Linked DNA regions of Mus musculus: region 2 is linked to region 1. A link is a contact called in public promoter capture Hi-C data. All regions are on one chromosome and are shown on one strand. The core of a region is the stretch at or near the end of the contact, and the rest is flanking DNA. Distances in the headings are between cores, read along the strand shown.

Region 1 (7,877 bases), core at 3,096-5,595:
GATAAAACACTAACCAAAAGCAACTTGGGAAGAAAAGGGTTTTATTGGCTTATAGGTTATAGCCCGTCACTGAAGAAAGCCAGAGTAGGAGCGCAAGGCAGAAACCTGGAGGCAGGAACTGAAGCAAAGACCATAGAGGAACACATCCCACTGGCTTACTTGTAAGCTGATGCTTAGGTACCCTTCTTAGACAGTGTAGGCCTGCCTCTCTCGGGATGGTGTCGCCCATAGTGGGCCGGGCTCTCTCCTACATCAATTAGCAATCAAGAAGATGCTTCACAGACATGCCCCCAGGCACATTGGGTGGAGGGAATTCCTCATTTGGAGTATGTACCATGTTAACAACATGATGCTATCCAAGGATAATGGCTAATGTCACAAGTTTACTTGAAGTAAATTAATATAAAATAATACTCGAAATCGTAGCTTAAAGGTTAAAGGAGAATCATAAGACCATTTTTTTTAATTGGTCTGCATTCCAGCCATCAACACTATGTGCCAAATATGAAAACAAAGTATTGATCAATAATGGATCTTGTTGGGGAGTAATATTTCTGATCACAGCATGACAATGTTACTCGGTGTCCTTTATGTAGTGTCTGACCTTTCAATATAAATGTGAAGTCAGTAAGTAGATAGAAAATATTTTTGGGTTTCACCATGCCCCCACAGCCTCTTTTTTATTCTTTGATGCTTACACACTGTCTTTTGAAGTGACTGATCTGTTATCAGGTCTGAGCAGGTCTCACCTGTCCCACCCTCATTTGTCCATGGCTTTACCTCAGGACATGAGCAGTGAGTGTCAGGCGAGCATAGGAAGGACATGGACCTTCTAAGAAGGCAGTTCATTAGTGACTGTGTTCGCATTCTCATGATTTTGTTTTTCTTTTCCACACTTAGGCCACCAGAGACTTTAGCTCATTAATGTTTGGTTAATGGGCAACTGTTCTTAATTTCTTGCTGTATATCTGGCTTCAAGACTCTCATGTCAAAGGGAAAAGAGCTATTAATTCCCCTTTACAAACATATACACTAAGAAAACAAAGCTCCAAATATGACATGAAGAGATGCAAAACCTCTTTCCCTTTTCTGCATGCATAATGCTAGCTCCATTCTGCCATAGTCTGAGGGGGCCCTTATTTTGAAATGCCAGTGCTGGCAAGTGGGAGTTTGACCATTATGAAAGTCGTATCTTTGCCCTGGCCTATACCATAGTAAACTGAATGACAGAAAAACAAATGTCACTTATTAGAACATTGAGGTTTACTGTTGAAGTGATTAACTAAGAATCATTTGTATGATTAAATGCTGGAAAATAATTTGCTTTCCCTGTGAACCTATAGCTTAGATCTCATTACACAGAAGTGCTGCACATTAGTTGAAGCAAATTAACATTCAAACACTTTCTGGAGTGGCTGCTAATCACAGGCTGTTAATTACTGTCATTACATTAGGCTTCTGCAGAGACTACCCAAAGAATCATTCTCATGATCTTGGTATTTGAGAGTGATCTTCACCAATAAAAACACATGTCAGAGATACAGAAATTGCAAATTGCTGAAATTGCTGACAGGGTTGAAAATTCCGCTGACTATAAGTACCCATCTCGTGATGGATGCATTCTTGACACAGTTTCAGTGTTTGGACTTAGGAAATAATGAGTATCAATGTCCTAGCAAGGGAATATGCAAAGATGAAGAAGCCCTTTTGTATCCTTAATTAAGGAAAATAGTAGCAGAACTCGTTCACAGATAAGTGACTGTACATAATAATCATGTATTTATGTAAGGGAGTGCTATGCTATATTACTGTAGTGGCAATTAGATTTTCACAAAGTCGTTTTAATAAAAGGCATACTTACATAATAAATAAACAAAACCGCTCATTTTCATGGCAGGCTCTCTAATTATACACTGGCTCAAAATAAAATGTTCTGCAATGCTAAGTTAAACATATAGATTCTAGCTTCTTCTACAACATTCCCCAAATTTTTTCGCAGATCCACAGTTCCTGTCGCCCCGGGGAACTCCGCTAAATCAGGAGAGACTATTTGTGCATTTTGCCTATTCTGCATAAGGAAGGGATCATTGCAGAATTTAGAAGTCAAGGCTTTCCACACCCACTAATCTTTCTTTATTGCTATCAATAAATTGTACATTGCCAACAATTGGGATCGTCCCAATGCCAGTATTTTGAGAACTCAGGTGACTGTTAACATGTGTTGGTTTGGGCACAATCCAATTCTTCAACAGTGTATATGTTAAAGAAGCCCAAGCCACAAACCTCAGAGGATCTCTTAATTATGGTACAAACAAGGTCTCCTAATTCTGGCTTCTCAGCCATCCATTAATTCATTCATCAAATATGTATTAAATGTCTTGCTTGTGGAGGGCATTTTATTAGATACTGTGAGAGTGTAAGGGTGAATTAGCTATGAAACCTGCCTTGGAGGAACTTAGAGATTAGTATGGGACAACAAGCCTTTCAAGGTGAGCCCCTGCTTCCAGGAGGACAGAGTGAGCATTTGTGGATGGATCTGGGTCAGTCTTTCCCAGATCCAACAGCTGTGGCACAGTGAGAGGGCTAGCTGTGCTACCTGTGTGTGTGTGTGTGTGTGGTCACCTCTGTTCTAAAGCAATCCTGTTCCCGAATATGCAGATAGAGCTCTGTTTCCTAAGGGCTTACAGAGACACACCCATACTTATATATTCCTTTCTTTCTCTTTCTCTCTTCCTTCCTTCCTTCCTTCTTTCCCTCACAGAGTGAATGGTCCAGTAGGGAATACAGATTAGTAGATGAGCACTATTAATCTATTAATAAGTGGGTCCTCTGATGAGGTACATTTAGCATGCAGTGTGAGTACACGGGGAAGGCTCACAGATGTGACGAGGCAGGTTAGCTGGGATTTAAAATAAGGTTAGTAATGAGCAGTGGAGTCTTGGGGAAGGGATTCCAGTGTGGTGTGTTGGAGGAAGCAAGTGAATTTCAATATGACTAATCTACGAAATGCAAGGGCATGAGGATAATAAATGTCTGGTGCTGAAGGAGGAGGAGCTTGTCAGTAGCGGGGAGGGGGCGATAAGATGTATGTAAATTACATCCTATAAAAATTTGCTGATGTTTGAGGACAGGGAATGGCACAGACAAGTATGTATGTTTAAAAAGGTCACTCTGGATTCTTCTATCGAGCATACTGGAAGGGGCAATCCTTGAGGCAGACATAGCAGTTAAGCTTGGAAGAAGAATAGGAAGTATTCCCATTCCACTGGATAGGAAGTAGAAGCAATGGGACTAGGGCTTTGGCAAGATGTGTCTGTGTTTGCATCCACATATGTGGGTGACTGTATGGGCAGTGGTTGTTTCAAGAGGGAAGGGGAAGTTGAGGAAGACTCCAGGGCGAAGGAGCTAGAGCTGCTGGTTATTTCAGCTCCTAAGGGAGGAACACAGCAGGTTTAGAGAGCTTAGTGAGTAGCCTGCTTTTGAAGTTGACTTTAAGGAATTTTCAAGTAGAAATACCCTGTCAGTAGGAAGTGTGAGTCATAGAAGGAAGAGCCAGTCCCCACCATTGTCCTTTGTGTTTGCTTTTAGCTGTTTGGTTTCCCCACATTTCATCCACAGAGGCGGAGATTAAAGTCAGTGCTCTGCTCAATAACGGTTCTCTCCCAGCATGTGTGCATACCTTTTAATTATCTTGCTTTATGTATTATTAAATATAGGAAATTGTGCTCAGATATCATGGGCTTAATTTAAACTGACAGAAGCAAAAGACATTGCAAATTAAAATTGCTATGCTTCCCTTTAATGCTCTTAAAGTTCTCAATTCTTAAAAAGAAATCTAAAACAGGAAGTGGTTATGTTCTCCTCTGGAAGAGGGGACTTACAGAATCTGCTCAGTCTTGAGGCAAGTTCATCACATGGTGTCAAAGGGGAGCGTGTATTGCAAATAAACACCAGCTTTTTGTTATAACCTTCTTTTCTGGTAGCTTGTGTAGTCATAAAAGACTTGAAGGGACTCAAAATCCTGGGTTAGGTTTCAATCTTTAGATACTCCACTGGGGTTTTCTTCCTTTTTTTCCTCTATTGAAAGTCCTCTCAGCATCTAAATCCATGCCACAGCTATGGAAATTTTGGAACAAGGCCAGATTTTCTGGGGAAAGCTAGGAAAATGAAGTGAGTGGCTGGCGTCTCTAAGATCTGCCATAGGTAAAACTAAAAGACTTCCTCTATTCAGAGCAGTCCTATGAATGAATATGTAAGCTCCCAGACAAAGGCACTGAATAAATGGCGTTGTCTAACACAGATTTTATACTGAGGCTGGAGACATCCTCTTGCTCTTGCCAAGTCACCATACGATGATTCAATCTGTCCGCCTGGCCAAGAGGATGTCTTGACAGTACCCTGTGAGGCTCCCGGAGTCATAAGCATGCCAAACTCTCAGTCCAGTTGCTTCTACTTCCTATTCAGTAGAATAGGAATACTTCGATTCTTCTTCTAAGCTTAACTGCTATGTCTGCCTCAAGGATACACTCAACAGGAAATGTCCAGCCACTTTGTAGACTGGGGTGATTCCGTTTTCACCCTTCTTCCCCAGCCACTAACCACTGGCAATGTAGAGAAGAGCCACATGACAGAGCTATGTTTATACTGTGCTAAAGGCTATATTTGCCTTAACTCAGGGCCATGAGATGTTTTCGAGGCCAGGATCTTTAGGCCACCTAGTGCCTGAGCTGCTGACTCACCCACAGAGTTTGAATAGTAAAACCAATAGTATTCAACCGGACTCCTATCAAGGCTGACTGAGGCTTTCAGGTGCTGTTGCTGGGAGAGGGAGCTCAGGGGTGGGATGCTGGGAAGTTTAGAGTAAGAACACACTGAAGGGTGGCGTGCTAATGATTAAGAAAACAAGGATTCCATCCCAGGCTTCTAGGTATTGGGATAAGAACTTGGAGGCAAGGGATGTAAAGGCATTGGAACACTTAGAGAGTACAGAAGGCAAGTATTGAGTTGAGGATAAGGGTGGCTCAAAAGTAGAGAGTCCTAATTGTGTTGTTAATGTATACAGTAAAGACTCATATATTTATCCAAGTTACAAATAAACGCCAAAGGCAGTCCATTTAAATCCCGAAGCCGTGTTCTCTCTTTTGTTGTGTCTTCTCATCATTATACAACTCCAGAAGGGCAGATGTTCCCCCACAGCCAAGGCCTGGATCTCTCACTACCATGTGCTTTAATTGGTTCCAATACTCACCCACAGAGGCACTGGCCAAACACAACCAAAGCAAGCTAGATCTCAAGAATAATTATGTTTGCTAGTGAGTACAACGCACTTACTTGAGTGACAGGCTTTAGTAGGGATGTAAATATTAACAAGTCTCTTGTTTCTTCTAAACATTATTGAATAACGAGGCATTTGTACTTCAGCACAGTTGAAGCAATTTATTAAGTCAGAGTAACTCTCTTTTGTGCCAGATTAGAGCAATAAGCATATTCTTCCATGTGAGTACCAGTGCAGACAAATTTATACAACTTCCTTCAAATCCTGATGCTCCAATCTTCCAAATGCAAATTGGCCTAAAAAGATATTTCAAAAGAATTAATTTCATGTTAGCTAAGCCTTTTTATGAGGGCTATGGGACAATGAAAGGGAATCAGGGTGCTTTAAAGGTTGTATCTACATAGGGAACAAAACACCCATGGAAGGAGTTACAGAGACAAAGTTTGGAGCTAAGACGAAAGGACCGTCCAGAGACTACCCCACCCAGGGATCCATCCCATAATCAACCACCAAACTCAGACACTATTGCATATGCCAGCAAGGTTTTGCTGAAAGGACCCTGATATAGCTATCTCTTGTGAGACTATGCCGGGGCCTAGCAAACACAGAAGTGGATGCTCACAGTCAGCTATTGGATGGAACAAAGGGCCCCCAATGGAGGAGCTAGAGAAAGTATTCAAGGAGCTAAAGGGATCTGCAACCCTATAGGTGGAACAACAGTATGAACTAGCCAGTACCCCCGGATCTCATGTCTCTAGCTGCATATGTAGCAGAAGATGGCCTAGTCGGCCATCATTGGGGAGAGAGGCCTCTTGGTCTTGCAAACTTTATATGCCCCAGTACAGGGGAACGCCAGGGCCAAAAAGTGGGAGTGGGTGAGTAGGAGAGCAGGGTGGGGGGAGGGTATAGGGAACTTTCAGGATAGCATTTGAAATGTAAATAAAGAAAATATCTAATAAAAAAATAAATAAATACATAAAAAAATTTAAAAACCTCTGAAACATAAAAGGAAAAAAAGTTGTATCTACAAATGTTCTCACTTAAAGATTTACATATATATGTAAGTATATTTGAAACCCATGGACTTCTTTTTATTTTTCACATAGAATCCCTCTAAACCACCTTCACACATACCTGCAGTGATTCTCCATTCTCCATCAGAGACAAGAACACCTTTCAGGTCCAGCCTACTCTGGGGATGCCTCCTAAAGTAGGAGATATATTTTTGTCTATTTCATCCTGCACAGGTCCAGGGTCAGCTCTTATAGGGGAACTGAAGGGATGGAAAAAAAAAGACAAACATAGACACAGAAGATCTGGATTTGAGCTGACTAGGCTCTCCAATGGAGAAGCCACAGCACCCAGGAAACTCAGTGGGTCTATTATACATAGTTGGACTGGAGGCAGGATTATTGCTTACGGCTGAACCAGGGAGGTTTCTGGTATATAGTTAGATTAAGGAGGCAGGTTAGCTAGTCTGTAGGGTAGCAGTCTTCAGGCTGTAAACATCTAGAGGGAGAAGGCTATGGTGGACATTTTCTGCTCACTTTATCAGCATCCACATAGACTAGACAAAGGCTTTTCCATCCATCCCTCTGAGCCTATCCCAGGAGGAAATGAGATGGCCGTGCCCTTGTCAACAACACACATACACTCAGGACTGCCTCCTTCAGAGTTTCCTCTTTTCCCCACACTGTCAGCATGTAAGATCTGCTGTGTGAGTGTAGACTCCAGTAAGAATCAAATCTTCTAGTCCATTATTCATACTGTCTCCCCTTTCACTCCTTAGGAAAGACACTAGCTCCACGTTTGAGTGTTAGCTGGCTTTCCTAGATTTCCTTTACTCTTTCTTTCTTTCTTTCTTTCTTTCTTTCTTTCTTTCTTTCTTTCTTTCTTTCTTTCTTTCCTTCCTTCCTTCCTTCCTTCCTTCCTTCCTTCCTTCCTTCCTTCCTTCCTTCCTTCCTTCTTTCTTTCTTTCTTTCTTTCTTTCTTTTCCTTTACATTTTCCTTTCCTAGCATGACTGGTAGAAGTACTCATCCACTCACACTCGTAGAAAAGATGCAGAGAGCAGACGTCTCTCCTCTCACTGCTTCATGTTAGAGGGAAAAGATAACGCCTCTCATTTTTACATTCTTAATATTGATGTCCCTGTTAAAGCAAACACACGAGATGACATGTGATAAGGAACTCTTCACTAACTACACGCATGTATTGGTCCAGCTTACACTGCAGAATTGAGCTCCTTTTTTTTTTTTCGGGACTTCATAGAGAGAAACACAACAAAAAACTTCTGGTGGTGTGCTATGGTTTCCTGCAGTTTCCATGGCCTCAGGCCAATTGGCAGAGTGATGACAGCTGAGACAAACGTACTGAGGCCAGCTGTGCAATGCTTGTTGGTCTTGAGTCTTCGCTGATCTTCTCTTCTCAGAGAGGTACAGCCGAGAACTTTTCCTGGTGTTCCTGGTGGTCCTGGTCCCTCCTGCTGACTCGTGTCTATCTGGCTAAAGCCTGGCTGTCTCTGCTAGGTTGCGTCACTGCTGCTGATTTATGCTGCTATCCCAACTCTACTGAACCGGACTTCTGGTGTATCCATGCCGTGTT
Region 2 (7,877 bases), core at 2,966-5,465, 560 kb after region 1:
AGCGGGAACCACGTTTAGAAGGCGTAGGGTTGGGAGTGGGCGTGGGGAGAGGGGAGCTAGGTTGGAGATACAAAAATAGAGATCATTTGGGGGGACCCCGCCAGGCTTTCACGCCCGCCCCTTCCCTCCTCCCCCAACCCCCCAACTCGGGCAGGTTTCTTTCGCCCTCCCGGACCCCCCGGGGCGCCCCCTAGCGGCAGCAGGAGCCGAGGGCCAAGCGGGGCCCGACGGGGCGCACGCCGAGAGGCTGGCGCGGCCCCTGGCGGCGGCGTAGTTATCTGGTGAGCGGCGCCTCGTCCCTCTGGTCCGGCGGGCTGACGGCGGTCTTGCTGAGCACCGCGGCGGAATAGGGCAAGAAGCCGCTCTCGGAGCGCGGCGCCGCGGCGCTGCAGCCAAAGTCCGAGCCACCCGCCGTCCCGGCTCCCCCGCCGCCGCCACCGCCGCTGCCACCGCCGCCCCGGGAGCCCAGCGCTGCCGCTGCAGCGGCGGCCGCCGCCGCTGCAGACTGGCTGCTGTGACAACTGAGGCACGAGCAGGGCGCCGAGCTACCGCTGGGGGGCGCCCCAGCCGCCGCCGCCGAGGAGGCTGCCGCCGCTGCAGCCGCCGCTGCTGCAGCAGCCGACGCCGCGCTGTTCAACCCCGCGGCGGCGGCTGGCGCCTGGTAGAGCCCCGGGTGGCGGAAGCTGCAGAGCAGTTCCGGCCGCGAATAAGGATGTGAAAGCGCACGGAAGGTGTCCAGAGGACGGATGGATGTGGCGAAGGGCGAGGATGCTGCCGCCGCCGCTCCCGAGGCTGCGGCCGCTGCTGCAGCCGCGGTGACGCCCACGTGCGGGTAGTAGTGCAGCGGCACGTGCGAGTGAAAAGGGTAGGGTAGGCTTCCGGTGGCCGCCGCGTGTGTCATCATGTAGGTGTAGAAGCTGGGGTCGGCTGGATGCGGCCACGACATGGCCAGGCGCTGCCGTTTGTCCTTCATGCGCCGGTTCTGGAACCACACCTGCGGGGACAGCCGCACCACCGCCCGGGTTAGGGAGCACTGGGTATTCCCAGTCCCTGTCCAGGGTCTCCAAACCCTTCCCCGGTCCCAGAGTGGCCTGGCCTGCTTCCCTGGCTCTGGGCTTAATCCCTCTGTTCTCCCATACCAGACCGGGTGCACATTAACTTGAGGATCGTCTAGGGCACACCCTCCTCAGCCCTGTCTCCTGCTCCTGAGTTTAGTGAGACTCCTCAGGTTCTGGCTTTCCACTTGCTGCTTTTGTTTTATTGTTTGTTTGGGTTTTTTTTTTTTTTTTTTTGGTTTGGTTTGGTTTGGTTTTCCATCCCAAACCAACCTTTTATCTCCCTCTGTCCAACCACCCACTGGCACCCAGCCTCACTGAACACCGGTCTGTCAATCCCAGGATTTGCACGGGGATTCTGGGCAGCCTTTGAAGAGAGACTATGTAGCAGTTTTTCTGAGAGGAAGCAGCTTCAGGTCTTGAGCCCTCGGAGCTGCAAGGACTAGTTCCCTAGGGGCATGGATCTGATTAGGGTATTGAAGGGATGATTTTGTTGGAATCATTTGCTTTAAATGAATGTCAAAAGCTGTGTGCCCAGAACCTGGAAAGGGAACTTTTCTACCTCCTTCTAACACAGTATCTAATAAAGACATCATTCGTCACAACTCTAAATGAAAGAAAGCCCGATCAAACTGGAGGAAGACTTCCATACTACTCTCTTATTTCATGGAGTGTCTGTCCTCTTTTGCTGGAGAGTCTAACGCTCTGTGAAGTGTTCACCAAGCCTACCTAGTTTCTAGCCATCTGTTCTGGATGCATAATAAAAAAATAATATCCTAAATATATACATAAATGTGTATATACACATATACATAAATATATGCATGTGTATGTATACATATAAAAACAAGGACATTTTCGTTCATTCACGTTGCCCAAGAGAAAAAAATCTTTAGAAAACCACGTTCTCAATCCAATCGATTTTTAAAAATACTGTAACCTTTTCTTCGGGTAGCAACGCTTTATGTGAAAAATACATCTCACATAGATCAGGAACGAATGAAAAGTTGCACCTCGGGTTTGTGCCGGAGAAACAAAAACCAGCCCGCCCTGCCGCTTAGGGTGGAGTAGGACCTTGGGCACAAGTAAGAGGGCACCTGGGCAGCCGTTGGGCAGAACTGGGCAAGGCGAAGGGCCGGGTCTGAAGCACCGACCTTGGGATTCAGGGCTCCTCGGGTGAGCCAGGCCTGTCAACCGATTACAATTCGGCACAGGAGAAGTAAATAAGCCTACTCCTTCGGTGACAAAACCCGGTGGATTTCCACACCGATTTCTCACCACCCAGAAGGGGAAAATATGGGGCGGGCGTGAGACAAATCAACCCAAGCGCCCCGAGGGAGGTCTGAGCGGGCATGCGCTGGAATAGATACCTTGATGGTGGTTTCGGGCAGGTTGAGTGCAGCGGCCAGCTCGCACCGGCGGGGCCGAGACACGTAGTTCTCCCTGTAGAACTCTTTCTCCAGGCGCGCGATCTGTTCGCGGGTGAATGCCGTACGGTATCGCCGCACCTGATCGGCGCCGGAACCGGAGCCAGAGCCGCCCAACGCCGCAGCCCCGCTATTGCCGCCGCCGCCGCCTCCATGCAGACTACCGAGGCCCGAGCCGGAAGCCGACGTCGTGGTGCCCGCGACGGAGCCGCTCTCCGTGTACCCTAGCAAACAAACAGTTCACAGCTCATGAGTAGTTGTAGGGACCGAGAACCCTGAGTTGGGGTTGCTAGCTGGTGGCAAAAGAGGCTTTGAGAAGGAAAGTCGCTGTCAAAATTGATGGGATCTGTCAGGCTTACAAATTGCTGCCGTTAATGAAATCAATGAAGTTTGGGGAGCCCTTCCTAACCAAATAATAGAAACAGAATTTGAAAAGGTTGTTCTTTTTCCAATAATTAGAAAATTACCACTCGGTAGGAAAATTTGCTGGGGAAGAATGCCTACCTTGGAACCAGTTTAAGAAGCTGTGGGTTTGACAGTCTAGGAACCATAGGGCAGCTCTTTATGCGGCTTCCAATCTTTCTTTGACAGCCTTTGGGGTTAAAATATCTTAGGATTTTCAAAGCATTTGCAGCTCAAGCTCAAGCCAGTAAAGGGAAGGAGGCGCCCACTTTTCAAACTCTTTTCTGTCCGCTGACTTAAGCGGTTGAGCAGAGGTGCGAGGCCAGACTCTCTGTCTCAGACTTATCCAGAGGAGTGTCCCCTCTACCCGGCCCTGGGGGCTCCAGAAGCAACTGAGTTCGGAGCTCCTGTCCAGGGCACCCTTCCCAAAAAGCAACTAAGCCACCCGGGCTAGCAGCGCTGTGTCGCCTCGCCCCAGCTCTTACGCCCCAGCTCTTAGATCGGCAAGCGAAACATTTGCTTCGATTCAGGCAGGAGCCTGGGCGCTTGGGCCTGGCTCCCTAGGCTCCACAGGCCCGGGCTGTGCTGGGATGCTCAAAGAACAGAGCCAGAGGGACCAGTTTTTAGTATGCATCCCTCCCCTGCCCCTGCCAGCTCTGTGAAGCACTTTAGTTAAGAGTCAGAGACCCGCTAAGGTGTGGAAAGGGCTGGCCAGGCCCTCGAGAGAGCCCAGAGGATGAGGCTGGAGTCTGCGGGTACCCGGTTACCTTTGGCATTGTTTTCCTTGAGCGGTGCAGCGCCCAGGCCGCTGGGGGAGCGCAGTGCGGAGCAGCCCACCTCCACGTCGCTGCTCATGTCGGCCTCGGCGGCCGCTTCGGAATAATGACTAGGCTTCTTGCGGCTCTCGGTAGCGGAGGCAATTTCGGAGGAGACGGTGCTTTCGCTGCTCGGGTGCTGCAGGTTGAACAAAGTGTCTATTTCGAATTTGCCTTTGGCGGGGAGGTCTCCCAGAGCTCCGTGCAGCGGGGCGGACGGCAGGCGCGGACTGAGGCGAGCCGGGTGCTGCGAATTTTCCAGGGCCTCGAGCACAGCACCGCCAGCTGAATCGGACAAACTGGAGAACCTCTTGCCAGCAGTAGGGCTGTGGAGCCCTCTTTCCATCAGAATCATCTCTTTTCTTATTCTTTCCATCATCTCAGCTTTCTAAAAAATGTCACAGTGGCCTGGCTGTCCCGTCTTAATGATGGGCTGCGCCCAGGGCTGATTCTCATTCAGCCCCAGCAAGCGGCTCTAAATATTATTATCTCTTTTGGAGGGAGGCGGAAAAAATTGTGGGATGCCAGAGCGAGGGAATGACTGGTCAAAATGACCCATACATCCTTCCGAGTCGGAGATGTCATTCATCAAAAAGTAGCGCCCGCTCGTCATTAAGGTACGAATGACGCCGTTCGAATAATCATTTATTGTAACAGGTTTATAAGCAAATAAATACACGCTCCTGTCAGTGGGTAATGAAGGCGACTTCAGAGCAGACAAATAGATCCAGGTAGGAGACGAGAAGACACGAGAAGTGAGGAAGAAGGCTCCGGTCCTTTGCCCGCTCCCAGCCAGTTCTGCTCGCCCGGGGGTTTGGCCTCGGGGGTGAAATTGACAGTCTGATTAATAGAGCACGCCGCGGCGCATTTCCCCCTTCATTTAGGGGCATCATTACGCTCTCAGTTTGCTGGGTTGCCCCTTAGGTCCTAATCATGCAGCGCCTTCCTCATTTCTCCACGAACACAGATACGTGTTAAATAATAGATAATGCTTTGATTTTTCCAGGGTAGATTCTTGAGAAGTTTTTGTTTTGTTTTGTTTTGTTTTGTTTTGCCTTAACATTTACAAGCTGGGGGCGTAAGGGGGGCGGGTAAAGGGGAGGATACAGGAAGAGTTGCGTAAGAAGACCTCGCGCCCACTCCTGTCAGGATTACTTATCTTTCTGTTTTAAGAACCAAATATTAATAATGAGTATTTTATTTAACAAATAGAATTCTGAGTTCTTTCTCTCTCCTTACTTTTTCCTCTCAGTCTTGATTCTCCCCTCCAACACACACACACACACAGAGAGAGAGAGAGAGAGAGAGAGAGAGAGAGAGAGAGAGAGAGAGAGAGAATATATCTTGTAGACTTTTGAAAATGCTTTCTTGCTACGTGGCTGAGGAGGTACACAGGACCCGTGCCGTGCCTCCAAGTGGAAATCATTACATCTTCTCTTATTTTCTACCACTGCTTGCAGGCTAACTTCTGAACTCGAAGACCTTAGATTTTTTGTTTTATAATCCTCTGATGGATAAGCTTCTCACCCTCGCATTCTCCCTTAGGGGAAATAAACTAGACTGGAGGATCTGATAGTAGAAATTGACAGCTAACTTTAAACACAATCATGATTTACCGTACCATAGCTCCCCATCACAGAACCCACTTTTTAAAATTGCCGGCTTTCTCCCACCCTTCTCAAATAGAGGAATTCGTGGTGAAGTAACTGGGTTTTGGGGGTCAAAGTGGAGGGAATGGAATCTCCTGCTGCCTCCCTTCCTTTCCCACTTTGTTCTTCTTCCACTTCTCCATCCTCCCCCTCCTCCACCCTAGGCCCTTACCTGTGGCCCCCGGTGTTCCTGGTGCTGACTGGGGGCACAGAGAGTCTCCAACCAGCCTTGCCTCTTCTCCTTCCCGCCTGAGGCTGGAGGCTGAGCCTCTTGGCGATAACTTTGATAGTCATAATGACGCCGGTGGCAACCATTTTAAGGAAGATCAATCTTCACTCAAATGCGCTCATCTCCTCCCGCGCTTGCGCCCCACCCTGCCCGACTCAGATGCGTCGTGCCAGTTTGCCCGCCTGCTGCCCCAGAAGCAGAGCTTTGTCCGCACTGGCGAGGTCCACGGAAGACAGGGACAGGACACAGTGGTCTAGCGCGTGAGCTTCCGAAGCAGCCTAGAGAGCCTGGCAGTCTTGATGCTGGTTTTGCATCCCGGTCACAGGACTAACTGAGACCCTAACCCGGGCCCCCCTCCTTCCCGCCTTGAGACACACCCAGCATATTGGGGTGTGTTAGGGGGTAAACCTCTGATCTAATTGCCCATCTGTCTGTTGGCGCTTTCTTTTTAACCTTGGACCCGTTGGGGGCGCGTCAAGAATGTAAGGGGAGGTGAGGTGTGAAATATATTTATATACATGTGTATACATATATAGTCAATGCCAAAAGTTTTTCACCTCTTCCCCTTAGCGCCAACTTATTTCTACAGGCAAGCTTGCTGGAAAAAAAAAAAAAAAAAAAAAAAAAAAACAATCCCACCTCTTTAAAGTTGTAAGTGGAAAATTGCATAGGCTCGCAGGCTTAGGAGAATTGTCTGGTGGGCGATGACCTCCATTTGAGAATTTGACCCAGCATCCACCTTTGCCCCTGTCCCAGTGGCTATTCTACCCTAGTGGTCATTCAGTTCCTGGCACTTGCATTGTCCTCAAGCAGGATTTTGGCTACCTCTCTTCGCTAATCACACGTCCAGCTCTGCGGGCGCCCCCAACTGCTTCTCAGCCAGGACGCCCAGCTCCACCGGTCCAGGCAGTCTGGGCCCCAGTGTCTCTGGGAGGATCCTGCTACCTAATCCTTCTCTACCCAAGGGACTAGAAGAGAATCTTTGGTCTAGGCTAGGCTCCATGGGGGGCCAAGACCCTGGCAGCAAGTGGTCGCTCAGCCTGGGCGGAAATCCGCCGATGCCTTTATTGCTGTCATTTGGCGCCCCCATCTGTTTTCCTCGCGGTTTCAGCAGCTGTGAGCTGCTTTTCTGTCGCAGAAACCTCAGTGGCCTAGGAAGATTTCTTACCTTCTTCTACGACCCACCGCCTCTGGTTCCAAAAGCTGGCCAAGTACGACTCCACTCTACTGAAAATGAAAAAAAAATCATTTCTCCGCGACACCTTCATTCATTAGTGGTTTTGAAACTACCTTGCACCTTTTAAGTAACACTGATACTGCATTTCCAGGATGTCTATTGCCCCACATATACTTGTGATCTTGTCAGGGAAACTACCTCAATGAAAAACATCCATAACTTTTCACTGCCCTTAGCAGAGGATAGCATTTCACAGTGACTATTCCATTTGAATAGTTAATGTTCCTTTAGAACATTACCTATTACTAGTAATAATATTGACTAATTTGTATAACTCATTTAGTATACAATTACAAGTGGCTTTTTACATAGATCTACCTTCTGAAGACCAGAGAACCCCTGGGGAATTGCCCCGCCCCTTTAAGGAAACCTCCTACACAGAGAGCTTTGGTAATTGTTCATGGTTTATACTTATCTCCAATAATGGATGTCATGGGGGGTTGAAAGTTTTGCATAACCGCTTTTTTTTTTCTTCATGTTACCTGTCTTATTTAAAGGCAGGCCTACCTCAAAAACATTACACCAGTGGAGGAGAGAGAGAGAGAGAGAGAGAGAGAGAGAGTTACATTTGTTGAAAAAATAGTCATTTCATATCCTTTCCAGAAAGGAGAGGATGAAATTAGAAATGGACCCAGTTTTCAGTTTCTGATATCTTCAAAGTACCATCACCAAGAACAAGAACACTCAGACAAAAATCTAACCCAAACCCCATGCCTTCAAAGGGCATCTTCCACCTATGCGAAGGGCATGCCAAATTTTTAAGATTGGGAGTGAGGTGACATACAGGAAAAAATTTCTCTGTATTACCCAAAAAGAACAGTTTTGCTGGCAAGAATGATGTAAACAAAGCAAGGGCATTTTCTTTTCCTCCTTTTCTTTTTCTCCTTCCTTCCTTTCTTCCTTCCTTCCTTCCTTCCTTCCTTCCTTTCTTTCTTTCTTTCTTTCTTTCTTTCTTTCTTTCTTTCTCCTGGGGTGGGGTTAGACTGCCAAACTAAGTATTTGTTTCTTGTAAACAGTGAACATTTGACCTGTGACTTCAGGTTAAAACTTGTTCTAGACTTGC

The links. Promoter capture Hi-C pulls out the DNA fragments that hold promoters and counts their contacts.
Region 2: a contact with region 1 is called in a promoter capture Hi-C map of trophoblast stem cells, with 7 times the contacts expected there. The contact joins the promoter of Evx2 here to the enhancer-like site in region 1. A contact is called at or near these places in 13 of 39 promoter capture datasets (3T3-L1-derived adipocytes, the C10 cell line, the HPC-7 cell line and 9 more), 1 of 484 Hi-C or Micro-C datasets (cumulus cells), 13 of 115 datasets of contacts at active chromatin or transcription factors (bone marrow-derived macrophages, craniofacial prominence, embryonic basal ganglia and 9 more) and 3 of 9 other capture datasets (adipose tissue, embryonic stem cells and macrophages).

The regions. Positions count from the first base shown.
Region 1 is chr2:74,095,501-74,103,377 of GRCm38.p6, forward strand. No RefSeq gene overlaps it. Among named protein-coding and RNA genes, the nearest start is that of Gm31534, 110 kb to the right of the region's middle. Within about 2 kb of position 4,346, at least 17 of the 459 cell types and tissues checked have an H3K27ac peak or open chromatin away from gene starts, as enhancers often do. A contact at or near this core is called in trophoblast stem cells, where this site is marked.
Region 2 is chr2:74,655,342-74,663,218 of GRCm38.p6, forward strand. It overlaps Evx2 (even-skipped homeobox 2), which reads right to left and starts at 4,216. Exons shown (of 3, transcript NM_007967.3): 1 at 3,652-4,216; 2 at 2,426-2,706; 3 at 1-994. The coding sequence starts at 4,078. The coding sequence ends at 275. It overlaps Gm31790 (a long non-coding RNA gene), which reads left to right and starts at 6,210. Exons shown (of 3, transcript XR_374674.2): 1 at 6,210-7,877.